2 separate regions of the Mus musculus genome follow, and region 1 is linked to region 2. The links are chromatin contacts, called in public Hi-C maps. All regions are on one chromosome and are shown on one strand. Each heading gives the region's core, a stretch centred on a gene start, on an enhancer-like site or on the middle of the called end of the contact. The rest is flanking DNA. Distances are from core to core; before and after follow the strand shown.

Region 1 (3,544 bases), core at 346-2,845, 720 kb after region 2:
GCAAATGGAACTAAGAACTTCTTGAAGTGTGTTTGGTTCTGTTAGGATGGCTATTGTCCTTACCCAGACTGCCTGCTCTTAAGAGTTTGTAGAAAGACTAGGTGTGTTCCTCCTTCTCTTCCTCTCTTCCTCTCTTCCTGCCTCCTTCCCTTCCTTCCTGCCCCTCTCCTCCCTTTCCTGCCTCCCTCCTTCACCTTTGATATTACCTGTGCCTTAGGGCCCAACATACTGCAGTACTAGGAATAGATTGGTGGGTTGGGTCAAGAGTATTTAGATAAGGTACTCTCTTGTTTCAATGGCCCTGACCTCAAAAGTGTTTAGGTCATTGAAAAATGTGGAAAAAATGAAGGGGCTGGAAAGATACCTCAGCAGCTTAGAGCTCTGAATGCTCTTCTAAAGGACCTGGGTTTGATTCTCAGCACCCACAGTGAGGCTCGGAGCTGTCTATAACTTCAGTTGCAGTGGAGTTTGGGCATCAAGCACACATGTGCACAGATATAGATACAGCCAAATGCCCATAAACATAAAAGAAAAAGAAAAAATTTGAAAAAACCAACAGGGGCCAGGGCAATGACTTAATAGGTGAAGGTGCTTGCTGTCAAGCCTGCCGACCTGAGTTCAATACCTGGGACCTGCAGGTAGAAGCAGGAACTGATGATGACAGCTGCTCTCTGGTCCTCACTGATGCCCCTTCCCCAGCTAACTAACGAAGTGTAATTAAAAAGAACCAAGCCTCTCCACTCCACTATTTAGTAACTTCCAACATTTGCCTAACTAGTTTCAGTATTTTCTTAAGCGGTCTCCAGTCTCCTGTGTATGGTTTTGCGTAGTTGATGGCTTGTGTTAACTATTTTTACATACACCTGGTACGAAGAGAAGGTAGAGCATAGACCACAGAGCCAAGACCTAGGTCCAGGTTCTTGCTCCCCCATTTCTTAATGAGTAGTGTGGAGAAATTCCCCTTTCTCATGATGCCTGTGTTTCCTCATTGAAATCTTTCTTCTCACTGAGAGTGTTTGCTCAGGGACCATTTGGTATTCAAGACTACAGGAGAGCATGCTGGTACCTCCCGGCAGCACTTTACAGGCTGAGGCAGGAGGATCTCGAGTTTCCAGTTAGCCTTGGCTACATAATGAGACCTTATCAAAAAGCACAACATAACACTGCAGGGGCAGGAAATGCTTCTATCATCTAGAGGCGCACAGGATGGCTGCAGCTTGTCAGTGGTGAGAGGGAACAGTAGTGTCCACCCACAGGGTCCCATGGGCATAAGTGAAGGCACCATGAACTTACATGCATGCTAGCACAGTGACTCCCATGGGCCACCAGCATTACTGCTGTGATAAGTTTTTGCTTCACGTTATATCAAAATCTGAGTGTTCCACAATCTTATAATATTCCTTTCAATGGTTTCTAGACACCTTGTAGCAAACAACTCTTCTGTAAGTGTTGCGTTCTCCTAATGTGCTTTTTCTTCTTCCACCAGATGAAATTAAAGCAGAACTAGAAAAGCAGAGGTAAGCAGCTGTGCTTCCTCCTTTTTGGGGGTGCAGCAGGTGGTGGCCATGGGAACCCCTTTCCATGTGTGCTTACGGTCATATTTAAAGGGGCAGCACATACTCTACTGGCACAGTGCTCACACAGCAGGGCTCCCGGGCTGGGCAGGTGCCTGGCTCAGTGCTACACATGTGCTTGAAGGGGTGGTTAAAGAAGGCCAAGTCGATGCCTTTATACCTTCTCTTGAGAAGGAGGCAGAAGCCTTGTCTTGTGGCAAGCTGTAGCTTGCTCTGGCAGTCCTAGCTCCTTATCTTAATGGGAGCCAGCAGTCACAGCTCAGAACCATGGCTCTAGCATGGATGCAGCAGATTCTGACCAGTGCCAGTGAGTCCACTCACAAGGCTCATGCTTTCTGCATATGACATCCTGGTGGTTTCTTCCTCAAGTTACATGCACTCAGCTTGTAACCACAGTTCCAGGAGAGCGAGCGCTTTTAGCACTTTTAACCAAGTGCTTACAGTCACCGTGGGAGCGTCCAGTAAGATGGAGAGAAGCAAGCTTTTTTCCCTCATTCTACCTCTTTCCCCTTTCCTGCTTTCCCTAGGCTTGGCGCTGCGGCTCCACCAAAGGCAAACTTCATTGAAGCTGACAAGTATTTCCTTCCATTCGAGCTGGCCTGCCAATCCAAGTCACCTCGGGTGGTCAGCACATCCCTGGACTGCTTGCAGGTACCACGTTTAAGCTCAGTGTGAGGGGTCCTTGGTGTGAGCACTCCATTACCCACAGCAGTGCTGCTCTGGCACTGAGAATGCCCCAGGAGGTGGTGCAGGAGCAGCCCACAGCTTCCCGTGTGATGATGTCCTGGTGGCCAGGGGCCTGTGCTCCTTAGCTACAGTCACATTTCCCCAGTGGGGAAACTGTAGTCAGTTGTAGGTTGACTGTGTTTGATATATGTGATACATGACATGACATGCTCCCAGCCTCATCGTTGATGGTGTTAATGTGTTCTCTCAGGTGTAGAAACAGGTACAGCCACATCTGATTATTTGTGGCAGTTCTGATCTACAGTCACTATGAACGTGAACTAACCAGCCCCAGGAAGTGCGGGCTTGGGTTCCCAGTTCTCCATTTTGGACTAGCTGATCAGTGTATAAGTTCATTCTCTGTGCGTTTCTGTTTAGAGACACCTTAATAAGCACCATTGGCTCATCAACATTGAGTTTACAGCCAGCAGCTTTAATAACGTGCAAGTTTATTTAATACCTGCAGTTTCTTGTAAGGCAGTCCCGGCCTCCTTGCTCCTTAGCTCTAGGAAGCACCCTCTCACACACTAGGGAGGTGTTTTAAAGAGCATAGAGGATAAAACTGTGGAAGTCACACAGCAAAAACATCACAGAAAAAGAACACTTGAATGTGGAAGAAAATCTGAAAGAGAGCTGTGTCTCCTCGTCCAGCTCAGCTGTGATTCAGGGTCTCACTGTTCTGTGCATTTCTACAAGTAACCGCAGTTCTGACTGGGGCGTTCAAATGCTTCTGAGCGAGCGGGCGAGTGGGTGTGCAAGTGAGTGAGCGAGCGAGTGAGTGAGAACACTCGAGGCCAACAGTCTGCAAACGATGCGGCTTGGCTGTGGTTGGAGCTTCCTCACTAAAGCTCTCTAAGTGCTGAAGGCCTAGGAGTAGAGATGGGAGCCTGTGCTACAGTTGTAAGACACAGGGCAGCCCAGGAGCCTTAGTTCCCAAGCCGTCATTTTTTTCCTCTAGACAGCTCCAAGTTTCTTTACCTTAGCGCCGTCCCATCCGTCAGTGGAAGAAGTTTTGGATGTTATTGAAGTTACCAGCAACTCCTGGAACAGGAACAGGGAGCAGATGACTCTGTTAGGGTTGCTTAGAGAGTTGTGAAACAAGGTCCTCGAAGCCTCCTGCAGATTTGCATTTCTTTTTATTTTTTTTAAAGATTTATTTATTTTATGTATATGAGTACACTGTAGCTTGTCTTCAGGCACACATCGGATACTATTACAGATGGTTGTGAGCCACCATGTGGTTG
Region 2 (3,714 bases), core at 388-2,887:
GACTCAGGCAGCTGTAGCAAATGACAGAGTCCATTCATTTCCAGAAAACCTCGTTAGCTGGGAGGGAGGCTAGCTAGCATCAGGGAGAGGCTCTATGGCCTGTTGATTCACTATCAGGACAAACTGGCCTTGAACTCTCAAACCTGCCTCAGCTTTCCAATGCTTGGATTATAGGTGTGCACCCCCACACCTTTATGAAGTGATGTGGATTAAACCCATGGCTTCCTGTGTGCTGGGCGAGTGCTCTCCCGACTGAGCTATACTGTTGGCCCTTTCCTTTTAATGTGTGTATGTATGCCTGTGGTGTTTGTGTGTGGTATTATGTGTGTATGTGGTGTATTGTGCAGGCGTGGGGTAGTGTGTGTGTGTAGTGTAGTGTCTGTGTGTGGTGGTGTGTGTGTGTGTGGTATGGAGTATATGTGTATGTGTGTGCATTCCTGTGTGTGTGTGTGTGTGTGTGTGTGTGGTGAGTGTGTGTGGTGTGGGCTGTGTGTGTGTGTGCATCCCTTTGGTGTGTGTGTGTGTGTGTGTGTGTGTGTGTGTGTGTGAGCATTAGCATAGGCTAATGTCAGATATCTTTTTGGATTATTCTCCACCTTATATGCTGAGGTAGGGTCTCCCACATGAACCCCGACTTCACCAGTTCTACCAGCTTGTTCCAGGGATTTCATCTTCTTTGGAGACTGGGTTACAGATGGGCATTCGTACCCCGCCTTTTACCAGGATGCTGGGGATCGGGCCTGGTCCTTGTTGGCTTCCCCACTAAGCCATCTTCCCAGCCCTCTGCCCTCTCAACTGCAGACGTGCAGAAGGGTGGGGCAGAGGGGCAGACAATCCACAGCAGCCTTTACAGCAGGACTGGAGGATCCATCAACTATAGGAAATTCCCATTACCTCAGGGAGCGTGACATATCAGACCCCTCGGAGCTGCTCTCAGAGGTATCTCACCAATGGCCCTTTCCTATAATAATGAGTTTGCCGTATTTCCTCCCAAAAGGAATTCACAGTCGAAAAATAATTTCCTATGCCAGTCATCTCCCAAAGTTGAAAGAACATTAGAACAGCAATCTTCAAGAAAAATAAAAGCTGGGAGATTTATAACAAAGGGAGGCTTCAACCGGAAACGTCTCTGGCACATCCGTCAAGGAGACATGAGGTGGCAGTCAGGTGCCAGCAAGGAGACAGATTCCCTGGGAGGCTGCTGGTTCCCAGCGCAGGCTGGTGGGCGCTTGGTATTTGCAATTCAAATACTGGTTGCCCCTGCCATCAGGGACAGAATTTTCAGAAATAAGGAATCTCTTGGAAAAGTTTCACATTCAATTATAACAGCTTTCCTGTCAGATCTAATGCTAGGAAACTGAGCACATTTATAACTGCCAAAAACCTAAAACCAACCAACCACCACCCACAACAACAACAAAAAAAACCCCTTCCTTATTTATATAGAAAATAGACTCAGATTCAATACTCAGAACAATAAGCATAAAATAATCCCCCCACACACGAATGACTTGGAGGGTAGTGTAGAAGGCATGTGGACTGCAGAGCGTCCACCAAAGTCCCTTGCTTCATTCAGGATACAGCCAGCATCCTGTATCACTGTGTTCATGGATTTGGCCCATAGGGGGCGCTGTGCTTCCTTGAGAAAAAGGCTTGCAATTAAGTGGTCTGAAGCCTAAGAGGCCCTCCCTCCCATGAGTTGGTGTGAGTTAGCCTCCTGTTTGCAGAGTTAAAACCCAGTAGGCAGGCATGGAGCTGTGGTCCCAGCACTGGGGAGGTACTAGCAGGGGCATTGCAAGTTCAAGGGCCGCCTGGTTACCTAAGAAGACCTTGTTTCAAACATCAAACAAAACATGAGGTTTTGGGCACTGAAGCCTTTCTTCTGTCCCATGTCTACTGAAGTCAGGCCTGAGGGTGGCTCTGGAAGGGAGGACAGTGACAGGTGGGGGGTTGAACACATGAGCCATATCGTGACTCTCCAGATACCCACTCTGATCCTGGTACCTGCACAGTGTGTGACCTTATCTGAGCCCTAGCTTCTGTGATCAAGTTAAAAGAAGTTAAAAGAAGCTTACATCGATCGGGTCAGGGGGAACTGCAGGCCAGTGCTGTCAACGGGGAAATCTGGACACAGATGCCTGGATCTGAGAGCCACGAGGAGAGAGAGGCAGAGCCTGGGGAGCCTGGGATATGGAGAGCTGAGGAGGCTGGAACAGAAGTCCCCTGGGGACAGCCGATTTGGGATGTCAGAGGAGAAGCACCTCCTGCTTTAAGCTCCTGGGTTGTGGCTCTGGGTCTCTGCAGTTCTCGGGAACCTGTGTGTGGCTGAGCGAGGCTGAGGGACAGTCAGGGATCAGACGGACACCTGGACCTCCCCACCCCCATACCTCATCCTCAGGGGACTGAGGACACACACCTATGCTTACTCCACTTTTCCTTATTTGTGTGTGGCGTGTGCATGCATACATATGTATTCATGTATGTACATGTATGTAAGGATACTTGTACATGGGAGTGTGGAGGAATATCCAGTATCTTCCTCAATCATCCAGCCCCCCTCTCCAACAGTTGGTAACTTTTTAAAAATATATATTTATTTATCTGTGTGTGTGTATGTGTGTGTGTTTGTGGGGGTGCGTGGGTGCAGCATATGTGTGGAGACCAGAGGACAACTTGCAGGAGTTGGTTCTCTCTTTCTACTGGGTGGGTTCTGCAGCCCATCTCATCAGGCTTGGCGGCAAGCACCTTTACCTGCTGAGGCATCTTGCTTGCCTCTCTACCTTAGTGTTCAAGCCATCTCTTACTGAACCGGAAGCCCCCCAACTGGCTAGGCTGGCCGGCTAGTGATTCCCAAGGACTCTCTTGTCTCTGTCTCTCCAGGGCTCGTGAGAGGCAGTAGCTGCCATGCCTGGCCTTTTCTGTGGGTCCCGGGGAAGAAACTCCTCGTTTATTGATGGCTCTGCAGACAGAACGGTCTCCCAGCCCCCACGCTTCCTCTCCCTCCCAAGGACTTTCACTGCATGAATTTGTGGGACCTGGTCACACCGTCCTTGGGGTGATGCATATTATGGGCACTGGGCAACTTATCCACATCGTAACACTGCTGTAGAGAAGGGAAACTGAGCATCAGGGAAGCGTCCCAGCTCACAGTCACAAGTAATGTTAGAGCGAGGGCCTGGGTGACTCACTTATGTAAATCTTAAAAGCATTGAAAGGCTAGAGACTAAGGGCTTAAGGAGATTTGGGGACTTAAAAAAAGATTAATTTTATGTGCATCTGTGATCTATATGTATAGACGTGCACTGCATGGATGCTTGGTGCACATGGAGCCAGAGAGGGCCCTGGATTCTCTGGAACTGGAGTCACAGGGGATTATGAGCCACCCGGTGAGTGCTGAGACCCAAAGCCAGTCCCTTTGCAAGAGTGTCAACCGCTCCTAACTACCGGAGCCATTTTGTTTTAGATCAGAGGGTCTCCCAACCCATGTATAGGTTGAGACCCCTTTACCAAACCTTTACCTCCCAAATATTTACATGACAATCCCTAACAGTAGCAAAATCACAGTTATGAAATAGCAACAAAATAATTTTATGGTTGGGGGTCACCACGGCATGAGGAACTGTATTAGAATGTCACAGTGTATGAAAGGTTGAGAACCACAGTGTCAAACGGTCTCAGGTAGCCGAGGCTAGCCTCAGACTTTCTACGCAGATG

The links. A called contact is a pair of places that touch in the nucleus more often than the background predicts.
Region 1: a Hi-C map of bone marrow-derived macrophages shows a contact between it and region 2, with 2.2 times the contacts expected there. The contact joins two enhancer-like sites. A contact is called at or near these places in 3 of 484 Hi-C or Micro-C datasets (B cells, bone marrow-derived macrophages and stem cell-derived neural stem cells), 1 of 115 datasets of contacts at active chromatin or transcription factors (astrocytes) and 1 of 9 other capture datasets (embryonic stem cells).

What each region holds. Positions count from the first base shown.
Region 1 is chr2:166,825,441-166,828,984 of GRCm38.p6, forward strand. Arfgef2 (ADP-ribosylation factor guanine nucleotide-exchange factor 2 (brefeldin A-inhibited)) reads left to right here. Exons shown (of 39, transcript NM_001085495.2): 2 at 1,487-1,517; 3 at 2,102-2,225. Among named protein-coding and RNA genes, the nearest start is that of Arfgef2, 22 kb to the left of the region's middle. Within about 2 kb of position 1,596, at least 45 of the 459 cell types and tissues checked have an H3K27ac peak or open chromatin away from gene starts, as enhancers often do. A contact at or near this core is called in bone marrow-derived macrophages, where this site is marked.
Region 2 is chr2:166,106,889-166,110,602 of GRCm38.p6, forward strand. All of the region lies in intron 3 of Sulf2 (sulfatase 2), which reads right to left. Among named protein-coding and RNA genes, the nearest start is that of Gm52534, 11 kb to the right of the region's middle. Within about 2 kb of position 1,638, at least 11 of the 459 cell types and tissues checked have an H3K27ac peak or open chromatin away from gene starts, as enhancers often do. A contact at or near this core is called in bone marrow-derived macrophages, where this site is marked.